Regions from separate parts of the Mus musculus genome. Here region 1 is linked to region 2. The links are chromatin contacts, called in public HiChIP or PLAC-seq maps. All regions are on one chromosome and are shown on one strand. Each heading gives the region's core, a stretch centred on a gene start, on an enhancer-like site or on the middle of the called end of the contact. The rest is flanking DNA. Distances are from core to core; before and after follow the strand shown.

Region 1 (6,295 bases), core at 3,404-5,903, 230 kb after region 2:
TACCACAAGGGGGCGCCTATGATTGCAAGATGGATCCGGGGTTGGGTGAACAGGGCAGCCTTGGAGAAGTGAAGCCAGTGTGTGCTGATGGCCTCGAGTGCTGTGAAGGTGAATAAATATTTGGTGAAGAAAGGAATATTTAAGCAATTTCCAAGAATCTTCTTAAATGACTATTTTTTTTTAATATTTATTTATTTTATGTATTTGGGTACACTGTCCCTGTCTTCAGACACACCAGAAGAAGGCATCAGATCCCATCACAGATGGTTGTAAGCCACCATATGGTTGCTGGGAATTGAACTCAGGACCTCTGGAAAAGCAGTCAGTGCTCTTAACTGCTAAACCATCTCTCCAGCCCAACTATTTTGTGTATGGATGGTTTTGTCTGCATGTATGCCTGTTCATTGCATGCATTCCCAGTGCCCTTCAGAGGCCAAAGGAGGGTGCCAGATCCCTCAGGACTGGAGTGGGTGGTGGGATGTCTTAAAGGCCGAGACATCTTTCCAGATGCTCTTTAAATAAATCTCAAACCCCTTACCCTAATCACATGATGGAATATGACCAGGCATGGGACAGATCCAAGTCATATTCCAGCCAGGAGGGTGCAGTAAACACGGCATTGGTTCACACTGGTAGCCTGTTAAAGACTCTGTCTGGGAATCCATTTTTAGTTTCAAGCTATATACGTTGGCCACCAAGATACATGATGTTATTAAAGGCAAGTTTTATCAAAATGGACTGGAATAAAAGTATTCCCAGGACAAGAAGGGCCAACACGCTCAAGCTATATAAGCCATTCTTGAAGCTTGACCAAGATGAAAATATTGACCTTAAGCCATGAATAATTTTATTGGCAGTATCCACAGAATTAAACTCAGTGGAGCAGCACTGTTTAAATTCATAATCTTGTTACACAAAGTTAAAACATCCAGAGAGGTGTTAGAATTATGCCAAATACCCTGCAAGTGTCTTTGAATTTTCTCCCAATTATAGTGACTGCCATTGTAAGTGTTAGAAGCAACACAAGTCTATTGGTATTTAGCATGACACTGGAGATGGCTCCTTACTCTTAGACTCTGAACCTCCTTTACAATAATTTGAATATAGTATCAATAAAGAGCATCAATCCATTGTTCCAAACACCTATCTACATTCTCTTAAACACTCAGAGCATTAGTAACATTTTCTGCTAAATGATTAGCAAAAGTAGCTGTCTTAACTTTTTTCATCAAGGCATTTGCAGGAGCAGTATTGCTCGCTATTAGCAGAACCAAAGGTGCTATACCAGCAGTGTGTCTGAGGATGCCCTGCTGTGTGCCAAAAGCAGAGCAGGAGATGTAAGACAGGTACCAGCAATTTAATTCAAATAAAATTTGGAATAAAGTAAAACTTCTTTCCATCATCCTCACAAAATTCTCGGAGTTTGGGATGATGTATGTTCTGTGTCCCTTGCATCCCAAGTCCAAGACTGACTATCTCGGTAGACTCAAGGGTTGTCAAGGCAAGTACTCGGAGAGTGATGCATTCAAGGGAATAGTCCCTGTGAAAATGTTGCAAATAGAAGGGGGGGGGGAGTCCCTGCTGTAAGCTCTCACCACCTGATCTATTCCAGGGATGTGAGTTACTTTAATAAAAAGCTAATGAAAAAAATTGCAAGTATGTATCCACATGGACTTACATAAAGTAGTTCCTGTTGTGGCCCCCTCACCCCACCATCTTTTAATGCCCTGTCTCCTACTTTTGTCATGGTACTACCCATGAGAAGAAGGGGTAGGACCAGGTATGTTTACTCTTTTAGACCAGAGGCTGTAACTCTAGAATGCCTTACCAGAATGTCCCTCTTGATAAGCAATGCCCGTGTGTGTGTCTTCCCAAGGTGTTATACCCCTCATATACCTCACCAGACACAAGAAGGTGACCGTTTTAATGACATATGATGGGAACTTCACCATGAGAGCTACAGCATTCACAGGAAGGCATTCATGAACTCTGCCGCCCAGGACAGCATTAGCGTGAAAGAGGAGCTAACCGGGGCCAGCTCTGCCCACTGCAAACCTTCTGCTGTGGACTACTGATCAGTTTGAGAAGTCAGAATCCAGCCTTCAAGATTAGGGATTGTAGGGTTGGTGAGATGGCTCAGTGGGTAAGAGCGTCCGACTGCTCTTCCGAAGGTCCAAAGTTCAAATCCCAGCAACCACATGGTGGCTCACAACCACCCGTAATGAGATCTGACTCCCTCTTCTGGAGTGTCTGAAGACAGCTACAGTGTACTTACATGTAATAAATAAATAAATAAATAAATAAATAAATAAAGATGAGGGATTGTAGCCAGGTGGTGGTGGAGCACACCTTTAATGCCAGAACTCAGGAGGTAGAGGCAGGTGGATCTTTGTGAGTTCAAGGTCAGCCTGGTCTACAGAATTGAGCTCTAGGGCTACACAGAGAAACCCTATTTTATAAAACAAATCAAAACAACAACAACAACAAAAAACCCAAATAATAGATTAGAGGTCTATAAAATGTCAAAATAAGGGGAAAGGCTATGTTTATCTTATGTTATGTGCCTGTCTGTTAGCTGGTTTTATAAACCTTACACATGTATGCCTTCCCTGGTTGAGACCCTGTGAATGGAAGGGTAAGCTTTTGAAAATTCTCTTTTATGTGTTTTCCACCTTATTCTAAGAGTGGATATTAGGCAAGTCAGGTTTAAAAGGCCCTTGGGCCAGGCTTTGCCTTTCAACACATTATTATAAATTGCCGGGAAACATTTCATAAGCTAAGTTGGCAGAGGGTTAATTTAGCTTTCAGACCTACACATAGCATGCAGTCATGTTAGGGCCAAAAGTCATGACTGGAGAAGCCTGACCTGGCTAGAGTATCCCATGCCCCATCCCAGTTTCAAGATGGGCATGTGGTTACTCAGCTCTGTGAAGACTGACCACCACAGCCTCTTGTATGTGCTTTCCTACTTAACTCAGCTTTCTCAACAGAAATCCAAGAAGTGGGTACAGTTTGTTGGTACTTTGTATTTTCAAGTTGGCTAAAGTTTTCATTTTTTAAAAAGATGAATATGAAACCACTCTTCTCTTTCTCCTTTCCCTCCCTCCTTCTCCCCCGTCCCCCCTTTCCATGTCTTACAACTTAGCCCAGGCTAAGTAGTACAAAAAAGGGTGTACAAAAAAGATCCTTCTGGCTCTTATCTCCCCAGTGTTGGGACTCTTGATTCCTTTTGTCAGGATTTCATAGACATTTATTGAGTGAGGGGGGGAGGGGTGGATATGAGGGTGGGGCTTCCTTTGTCTTGGTAAGTAAGGAACTCTCAGGGAAAGAGTCTGACTAACCTAGGCGGTCAGAGGTCCATCTTCTTGCTAAGAGGGTCCAACCTGCAGCCCTTCTGCAAGCCCAGGATATGCTTCACACCTATTTCACACGGAGAACCCCAGGGGCCTGCTGCTTCCTGGCACAAAGGAAGAGGCCATTTGAATAAGCTAAATGCAGAAGGGAAAGAACAAACGTCACAAAGATACATTGTATCCACAGGCAGCTGTGTGAAAGCAGTCATCTGTGAAGAAAAAAAACCCAGCAGATCCCAGGGGACATTTTTTTTTCTCGCCACACCCAAGCCCTCACCATACTCTTGTAACCTCTTTGATCATAGAGAAGCAACACAGGAGTTTGGGCTGCCCTAGAGACCTACTTCAGACACAAAGGAAATTTTGGGACCAGATCTCATGGGTAGCAAGACTGAGAGGCAGTCATAAGACAAAGGTTCCTTCCAGCTAAGAGTCTAGAATTTCTCTCTCTCTCTTTCTCTCTTTTTCATTTTTATTTCCTTATTTTGGGTGTGTTTAGGGAGGGAGGCACATCGCAGAAGAAACTCAGGGCATCAGGGTTTGAGGCAGGAACCTTTTACCTTCTCTTGGGCCCAAATACTAGTACTTTAAGAAAAAAAAAGATTTATTTGTTTATTTTCTATATATGTGTACAGTGTAGCTGTCTTCAGCCACATCAGAAGAGGGCATCAGATCCCATCACAGATGGTTATGAGCCACCATGTGGTTGCTGGGAATTGAACTCAGAATCTCTGGAAGAACAGTCGGTGCTCTTAACCACTGAGCTATCTCTACAGCCCGAATTTCAGCACTTTAAAAATAGTATTTCAAGCCGGGCAGTGGTGGCACTTGCCTTTAATCCCAGCACTTGGAAGGCAGAGGAAGGTGGATCTTTGGGGCCAGCCTGGTCTACAGAGTGAGTTCCAGAACAGTCAGGGCTACATAGAATAATCCTGTCTGGAAAAAGCAAAAAAAAAAAAAAAAAATTTAATTTTAGAAGCAATTATAAAATTCTTACATAATTTTCTCTTTCTGCTTCCTCTCTCCGAACCCTCCCCTACGGCTTTCATTGCTCCCCTCAAATCCATGGCCTTTCCTCCCCAAGAATTGTTACTATGTATATGTATGTGTAATTGCACATAAATTCCTAAATTGAGCCTGCACAGTCTGTATGTTACTCATATATATGTTTTCAGGGCTGGCCATTTGGTGTTGGATAATCAATCAGAGTCTTTCTTGTGGAAATAGCAATGCTCAGAGAACACAAGATGACCAACTGTCCATCCACGTTAAATTCTGACACAGGGCTAGGGAGGTGACTCAAAAGCACCTGCCACCAAGCCTGACAACTGCTCCTACCCCATGCTCGCATGGTAGAAGAATGTCTGAAGTTGTCTTCGGAGATGCTTTTAAAAAAAGAAAAAAGAAAGACCTTTGACCCAGCTGGCATTGGCTGGGGTCACAGTGGAAACATTATCTTAACCTGGGCTTATGTTGGGTGTGGTCACAATGCCTATAAGATGTGTCAGTGAGCTTCACAGACAGAGAGAGGATTGACCAACACTCTAAGCGATTCATGTGATACCAGGCTGATGAGAAAGAGACACTCTAGACACCTGAGGCTAAGATCTTGAAGGGACACTTCAGTGGTTACACAGAGCAAGGGAAGGTGACAGGGCCAGGGGTGACAGGGCCAGCAGGAGAGCAGAGTGGAGTGAGAACAAAGAGCTCTGACAGAAGCCCAGGTCTCACAGGAACTGAGCAAGGGCTGGGGCGAGGCTCCCTCAGCAGCTCCAGCTGCAGTTCTGCCCCACCCCCACCCCACCCCCACCCTGTCCCCAGGGAGTCTCAGAGCCTGCACCAGCTGCAGGGGCCCTCACCCTTGGCATTCCACAGTGTCCTGAGCAGCTTCACTTTCTCCCTCTCAGTCAGGGGCTGAGGGAAGTGTCTGCCTCACCTTCAACTCTGCTCCTCATCCTGAGAGAGAAAAGGCAGCTCCTGCAGGGTCCCTCTGGCTCTCCTGGAAACTAAGTGCACAGTTGTAAAGGAGCCGCCCTGTGAACTCTGGAGAGAGAAACACTATAGCAGCTAAGCACAGGGATCCATGAGAATCTCTGCTTCCTGCTCCACAGGATGGCCCTATGCTGGATGCAAGTGAAACTTCCCCAGGGAGGAGGTCAGAGCATCCTTGCAGGGATGCAAATGCTGGCCTGGCTCCTCCTCAGGGAAGGAGCATCACCCTGAGGGGCTCTGTGTGCCCACCTGGCAGCAGGTGTGGATTCCAAGCTCAGCCTGCACACCTGTGTCCAGGGGATGACAGAGACTCTGGTGCACCTTTTTGTCTGTCCCATGCTAACCTTGAACATTGGAGGTAAGGGGGCATTATACGGGACATGCAAAAGCCAATCCAGAGAGGTTTCCATGGCGGATCTTGTCCTTACAGATGACGACATCAGGTGGTGTCACAAGCCTGCTCTGTGTAGACCTGGAGTTAAGAGTGTATCCCACAAAACCCTGGGGCAGAACCCACGGCTCTGCTCCTTACATGGGTTGGAAAAAATAATGCTCTTAACTGCTGAACTGTCTCTCTAGCACTCTCTCGGGAGGGAGAGAGAGAGAGAGAGAGAGAGAGAGAGAGGCAAAAGCAGAAGGGAATAAAAGATCATCACTGGATGAATCACAGAAAATTCCCTAGCTATGAAGAACAAGCATTTCCCCTTCTCAATGACTTTTTAATTAATTTATATATGGTGTATGTGTGTATGGGTGTGTGTGGGGGGGTATGTGTGTGTGTGTGTTTGCATACACATGTGCATGCAGGCAAATGTGAACAATGCATGGGTAGAGGTCAAAGAATAACTGGGTAATTTTCAGGTCTTGGTTCTTGTTAGCTTACAGACAATTCATTAGGCTACTCCAAGGAACCTAGTAACAGCTACCCAAAATTATAGAGCTGCCAAGTG
Region 2 (6,706 bases), core at 1,215-3,714:
CTCCCACAGCTGTCCTCCAGCCTCTATGCACGAGCTGCACAATGCACGCAGGCCCAGTGAGTAAATGGTAAATGACAGTTTTTCCTCTGCAAAAAGCATGTGTGCAAGTAAGCACGGCAGCCATGGAGAGAGAATACTGGCTTAACTGTTTGATAATCACTTAGAAACTTTACAATTTTAAGTAATTATCTAAAAAAAAAAAAAGAAAGAAAAAAATCTACTTAAGGGTGCAAATGTAGCTCACTGGACAAAGCAATCGCTTTGCCTATGCAAAGCCCCGGGTTCAGTGCCCAGCGATTCCATACAAACTGCTCCATTTCCTGAGAAGTCAATCTAGGTCCAGAAGAGGTCCACCAATAAGCTCTTCCTTAGTGATCTTTCTGCGTAGTCTCCATCCCTGCCACCTCACAGGTGGCTCCTCTGCAACGATCAGTCTCAGTTCTGCACTACCACTTGGGTGTTCCAGTAACGGCTACAAACAGCTGAGCCAGAGCTGCGTTTCCCACAGAAACACGGTTCCTCTTGTCAGCTTCCCTATTTTGGTTGTTGGTCCTACCCACACGAACAAGTACCTTAGCCTGCTCAGTACCGGATAAAGTCTACATCTGCATTGTGCTCACGCCCAAACTCTCCATTCTTCTTATCTTCACTCTGCCTCAGATTCCCGATACTTTCTGGACAACTGTTCCTCTTCTCTCTTCCACAGTTGTTCTCGAGGCCATCAAGTCATAATCTCTCTAAAACAAGGGCCACACACTTGGAAGCCAGCAGAGGAATGTGTATGGGTGGAGTAACACAAGTGTTTATATAATAAACACACAAGGAAACCATCATTCCCTCTTCGGAGGAGTGTGCGGAGGAGTGTGCGCCCTCTCAGCCCAGCACTCCCTACTAGTTCTGAGGCACTGGGTCAGACAACTCCATCTCTAAACTACAGCAAATGGAAAAAAAAACAAGAGAACAAGAACAGTGCTAACCAGCAAAGGCCACAAGATCACACTAAAGGACCAGCCAGTGGTGACACAAACCAGATTATCCAGTCTTCTTAAAAGGCTGCAAAACCCTGGTCAAGTAGAGCCCTACTAAGTAAGTTACGATAGACTTCAGAATTTGTGGGGAGAACCCATATATCTGGATTTTTGTTACTTGGTCTCTCTTGCTCAAAAATAAGTGAACGATCAGGCAGAGAAAATCTGCGACTTACAACCCCCCAACTTCTCTACTAAACCTTTCCTCATAGATCCTGGTTCACAAATTGGGCTCACAGAAAAATTTCCTGGGGTGGGGCCTGTGAGAGGGCCCTTGCTACCAAGCCTGAAGATCAGAGCGTGGTCCTCGTGACCTACGTGGTCTAAGAAGAGGACCAACTCTCGAAAGTCGTTCTAAGCCACACACACACACACACACAGAGAGAGAGAGAGAGAGAGAGAGAGAGTAATTTTTTCACAGAGCAGTGAAACAGTATAAGTTCTTATGTCACCCCAGAAGGTCCAGCCTCTGCTTTCTGACTCTGCCTCAGACACAGACACAGATGCAGACGCAGGGACACTGAACTAAAATCTAACCGTGTCCCACGGGTGGGTCAGCAAATCTTCAGACTAACCTTCAGGTTTCATCAAATGCTTGCTTACTCCAGCTCTTTTACTAACTGGACTGTTTCACGTACCCCCCCCCTTCCATTTCCTTCACAACTCTGCTTAAAATATACTTCTCCCCCGGCGGGGCACTTCTGGACTAACAGTGTGGAATTCTTGTTGTTGGCCTTTATGACAAGAGGCCTGCAGATTTGTGTTTCAAAAGTGGTTGGTGTGCTTCCCTGGGGAAAGACAAGGGGGAGAGCGGCTCCTTTCCTCCCATTCAACCATGGACTGACCAGAGGCTGCTAAAGCACCATTCAGATTTCCGTGAAGTCAAATGCAAATACACAGCTGGGATCAGCCAGAAGGGGTTGCGTATCACCTGTCAGTTCCCCAGTCAAATATGTGGCCATTTTGGAGAACATGTCCCGGCAGAGCTCATTGATGTCAGCTTCGGCAGGCTCCTTTGCTTCCTCGGCTGTCTCCACCGCAGCATCATCTGGCAAGGTGTGGGTGGGAGGTGAGGAGTAAACGTCCTATCCCCAGACCTAATCCAGCCAAAGCGGACGGTTCCTAAGTCCCTCCCGACTTGGGCTCCCGCCGCCTTCGTTCTCCTCCTGCCACCATCCCGTCCCTTCTCCTCGCACCCGCCCACCTGAAACGCCAACTCCGTTCCCATGCTCAGGAGCTAGGCTTTCGTCTCAGTGCCCTGACTGCGGTAGACAGGTCCACCGGCTCCTGCATCCGGACCTAGCCTCCCCACCATCAGCCGCCGCATCTCCATCCACACAGGGTAGTACCTCGAGGTGGCTGCTCCTCCCGTCGCGTCGCCGGGACGCCCTCCGCAGCCGCCGCCATGCCCGACCCAAGGCTGCTTCCGGTTCTAAGGGCATCTGCGCGTGCGCCCCGCGGGTGCCCCGCCCCGCCGCTTGCTCACAGCTTCCTTGCTTTGATCGGCTTGCCCAAGTCACACCTCAAATAAGGACCTTTTATCAAAGTCCAAGCATGAAGCTGAAACTGAAGCTAAGGCTATTGCGAATTAGCCCGTTACTGAGATCACAGTACCTGGTTGGCAATGCGTTCGTCCCTGCAGCCACACTCTAGAACGGTCACTTGTGCCAGCCACGGCCTGTCTTGGGTTGTGGACCCATCATAACATGTCAGCTAAAGTTATTGGAGAGAGGTGGCCTCCTCCCCAGACACCAGCACCCTGACATGTTTTGTTCATCAAAGAATTGTTCAGGGATTCGCTTTTACAGGGTGTCTCCCACAAGATTTCGGCCTTGAATCTTCTTTTTTTTTTTTTTTGGTTTTTCGAGACAGGATTTTTCTGTGTAGCCCTGGCTGTCTTGGAACTCACTTTGTAGACCAGGCTGGCCTCAAACTCAGAAATCAGGGATTAAAGGCATGTGCCACCACCGCCCGGCTTTGGCCTTGATTCTTGATGGAATCTCCCTTACCTTTCCCATAGGCCTTGGACTAGTATCAACTCTCTGACTCACATCTCTTGAAGTGCAAGCTAGCCCCTAATGTTTAGTTGAAAGGACCTCTCTTGAAGGAAACTTCCGACGTCACTGACACATAGGTTATCTTGATTATACTTAGTTGTTGCACGCGTCTAGCGGGTTTACGGAATGCTTGGGGGAGGGGGGTGGTGAGAACAGGTGGGGGTGACAGGGATGAATAGAAGGCTCAGTGTGAGGGAATGAGAGTCACTGGAGAGGGGGAAAGAGGTGTGTAAGGGTTTTCAGGATGCAGGCTCCTGAGCATCCAAAATCTTAAGTGTAGAGTTTTTGACTAAGTTTAACTTAGTCTTGGTTATCCTCTAATCTCCTCTCTGAAGACTGATTCTCCCTAGACTGATTCTCCTTCTCTCCACTCCTTTCTATAGGATAATCAAAGTACCCGCCGTTTCAAACATTCCTATGAACCAAGGCTTCTTATTTCAAGATTGCTGGGAGAAGCAACCTCCCTGAGATTGACATGGCCCCCAGTACATTCCAGAGAGTGTACAACAATGTCTTACACTCTTATCCTTCTCTCTTCTCTCAATAGCCCCAGAAGGAAATGCAAAGACGTGGTTTTCTAAAGAATTTTATTGCTAATCACCTTGGAACCTCACATTGTCCTATGACGAAGAGAGCCAGAGACCACCACATATTAGTCCAAAAGATCAATGAATCCTGATAGCCTTTCTGGCTTGATTCCTTCAGGTTTTGTTTGATTCCAGGTTTGAAGTCCCCTCAGTTCCAGCTAGTCGCTGGAACATAAGAACCAGAAGGCAGGCTCCTCCAGAATTCACTGACTTCACCTTTGGAGGGGGTCACTCTTAACTCCTCTGTTGGAATCTCACCACACAAAAATCTTCTTTCCACTACAGCTTCCTTTTCTCTTTTACAGGGAAACCCCATGAGGAAAGAAAGGGAAGGCCTCCTACACACAACCATGCCTGCCAGTGGCAGATATCGTGATGCACACAAAGGGTAAGAGTTACTGGAACGTAGGAAGACATCCATCGCCCACTCTTTGGACTTCTACCTGTTAACTAATCGTGGTTGTCTGAGGTCTTCCGGAGAGTCATTCCCATCTGCTCCTTTTTCTTGTTTGTTGTTGATGTCAATCAACTCTGGCAGAAGTAAGTGCCCAGGAAGAGAGGGGCCTGGTAGGAAATGCTACTTCACAGAGCTGTGCAACTCCATAAAGAAACACCAAGGGACAAGTCTAAGCATGCTGCCCAGCTACACACAAAAACATCGGCTGAAAAGGCCAGATACAGGGGGAACTTCATAGCAGCCATCATGAAACATGCTGCCCTAGAAAGGATGAGGATGGAGATGGAGATGAGGCTTGTGGGGGAGGCATAGAGAGAAGAATTTGCTGTCTGTTGCTTTAGGACCCCTTTTCCATCCTCCTGTCCACCCTGAACTCCCAGGGAGCTGGAGTGACACCTAGGACGGATTATACAGGTTCTCCCAAACAGCTGGTTCCCCCTGTTGGAAGAAAAAGGAATAGCTCATTTGAAGGAGAGTTTATTTTTCTCTGCAACTTATTAACAAAGAACCTAGATTGCTATAGACTGATGTTTGGGTCTCCCCAAAGTTTTTTGCTGACATCCAAATCCCCAATGTGACAGTACTAGGAAGTGAGGCCTTTGGGGGGGTGAGATCGGGAGTGTGGAGTCCTTATAAGGGGAATTAGTGTCCCTCTTTCCTCCCACCACATGAGAACACTTAAGTTGAATAGTCCATGAAGCAAGAAGTTGACTTTCACTAGATCCTAAATCTGCTAGTCACTTGATCTTGGGCCTCCCAGTCTCCCAAACTGAAAAATATACTTCGGTAGTTTATAAGCAGTCTATTCTTTCATAGTTTCATAGTTGGTTATAACAACTCAAAGACCCTCCTAAAAGGTCAAGGTAATCTATAGGCTGACAGCAACTTCTGGACCTGTCCTCCACCCACCTCCACAGAGAAGTGACCACTGTGAGTATTACTTCCCTCGTCTTTCTAGAATGCCCCTCACTCCTAACTGTCTAGAAAATAAGATGGATTCCAGCAGTAAAGAACTCAGCGGACCCAACTGGAGGGCACTCACCATTCCTGGGGAGGGAGCCAGCTCCCCTTTCCTCTCCAGCATCTTCAGCTTTGAGCCTACAGCATCAATCTGGGACACAACTCCTTCCAGAACACACTGCAGCTGCAGAACTCTCCTTGTGAGCCTGAGTAGGATTTGAGAGAGACCAAGGAAGCTGAAATGGTGTCTGGGTGTGCACAGGAGTATTGTATTAGAGACAGTACTGTGGTGTTTGTCTAGATGGGAGGGAGGAAGGCAAGGCTCAAGCTTACAGGGAGGAGGGAGGGTCGCAGGGGACCAGAAACTCCCACTGGACCAGCAAAGGGAATTGGGAATTGTGGAGAGAGTCTCAAAAGATGCCACAGCCAGCCATCCCTAGGCCCTGGCCTCCACATACATGTCGAATTCTTCTCCAGAAACCCAGCTTTGTCCTCTGGCAGCCTCCGCGCCCAATTCGCCTGGGGGGCTGTGTCCAACAGACCGGCCTAGGTTCTCAATCTCAGCATTGAGGGTCACCTGCTCAGGAAATCGGATGTTAGCGGGAAGATGCTGAGTCTGGACAGTCACCTTCTTTTGATCCAGCCTCTACTGTGAATTACAATCCCAGTCTTAGCCTTCTGGTCTCTGTTCGTCCTCCCTATGTCTAGTGATACTGCCCTTGAATTTTCTGACCTCCACTTAATAAGGATGGAGCAGGCACAGTAGTCAATTTCGAAATTCCAAGAAAACAATTTCTCATGGAGGATCATCAAGGATTATTTTTTAAAGACTTATTTATTTTATTATATGTGAGTACACTGTAGCTGTCTTAAGACACTCCAGAAGAGGGCGTCAGATCTTGTTACAGATGGTTGCGAGCCACCATGTGGTTGCTGGGATTTGAACTCAGGACCTTCGGAAGAGCAGTCGGTGCTCTTAACCACTGAGCCATCTCACCAGCCCTCATCAAGGATTACAATCTTGCAAAAGCAATGGTTCTGAACGTTGGCTGTATGCTGGAATCATCTAGGAAATTTTAGAACGTTCTAATGTTATAATTAGCCCTACCACGCAGGGCATTCTGATGTGATTGATCTAGGACATGGGGACAGAGAGTGGGGGTGTCTAAAGGCTCTCCTGGATATTTAATGCGTAGCAGTTTGAGAACCATTATTCTAGAGAGTTCTTTCTCACTCATTTGTGGGAGGACATTCAGCTTGGATTTGGCTTAGATGTGGTGGGGAGGGAGGACAAGTAAGGGATGTGTATATACTTCTTGCCCACCAAACGGTCCTGCTCACCCTCTCCTCTTCCAGTCCCTGCCGCATCTGTTCCTGCTCCTCCTCATCCAGTATGTGGTCCCCATCCTGATCAAACCTGGTGAAGGCAGCGGTGATCTCGTGCTCCTCGTGCCCCAGTCTAAGAAGAACAAGGGGTTGAAGCAACTGTAACCACTCAAACCACTCCCAGCCCCTTCACCAGACTCTTGTCTTGATCTCTGAGTATTGCTCTCTAAAAAAAGAAGACCATATAGAAAAGCCAGGATCTTTGGGGTCTTCTGATTCTACCTGCAACAA

The links. HiChIP or PLAC-seq counts read pairs in DNA pulled down with a chosen protein or histone mark.
Region 1: a contact with region 2 is called in an HNF4G HiChIP or PLAC-seq map of pancreatic cancer cells. The contact joins the enhancer-like site here to the promoter of Bloc1s2 in region 2. A contact is called at or near these places in 14 of 39 promoter capture datasets (the 3T3-L1 cell line, 3T3-L1-derived adipocytes, the C10 cell line and 9 more), 2 of 15 datasets of contacts at CTCF or cohesin (the NIH/3T3 cell line and embryonic stem cells), 24 of 484 Hi-C or Micro-C datasets (the AtT-20 cell line, B cells, the C10 cell line and 18 more), 11 of 115 datasets of contacts at active chromatin or transcription factors (acute myeloid leukemia, astrocytes, embryonic stem cells and 5 more) and 5 of 9 other capture datasets (adipose tissue, embryonic stem cells, liver and 2 more).

The regions. Positions count from the first base shown.
Region 1 is chr19:44,373,153-44,379,447 of GRCm38.p6, forward strand. No RefSeq gene overlaps it. Among named protein-coding and RNA genes, the nearest start is that of Scd1, 31 kb to the right of the region's middle. Within about 2 kb of position 4,654, at least 72 of the 459 cell types and tissues checked have an H3K27ac peak or open chromatin away from gene starts, as enhancers often do. A contact at or near this core is called in B cells, the C2C12 cell line, the HL-1 cell line and 4 more, where this site is marked.
Region 2 is chr19:44,143,982-44,150,687 of GRCm38.p6, forward strand. Bloc1s2 (biogenesis of lysosomal organelles complex-1, subunit 2) reads right to left here and starts at 2,465. Exons shown (of 5, transcript NM_028607.1): 1 at 2,378-2,465; 2 at 1,960-2,076. The coding sequence starts at 2,435. Pkd2l1 (polycystic kidney disease 2-like 1) reads right to left here. Exons shown (of 15, transcript NM_181422.3): 12 at 6,431-6,548; 13 at 5,548-5,666; 14 at 5,172-5,295; 15 at 3,656-4,567. The coding sequence ends at 4,526.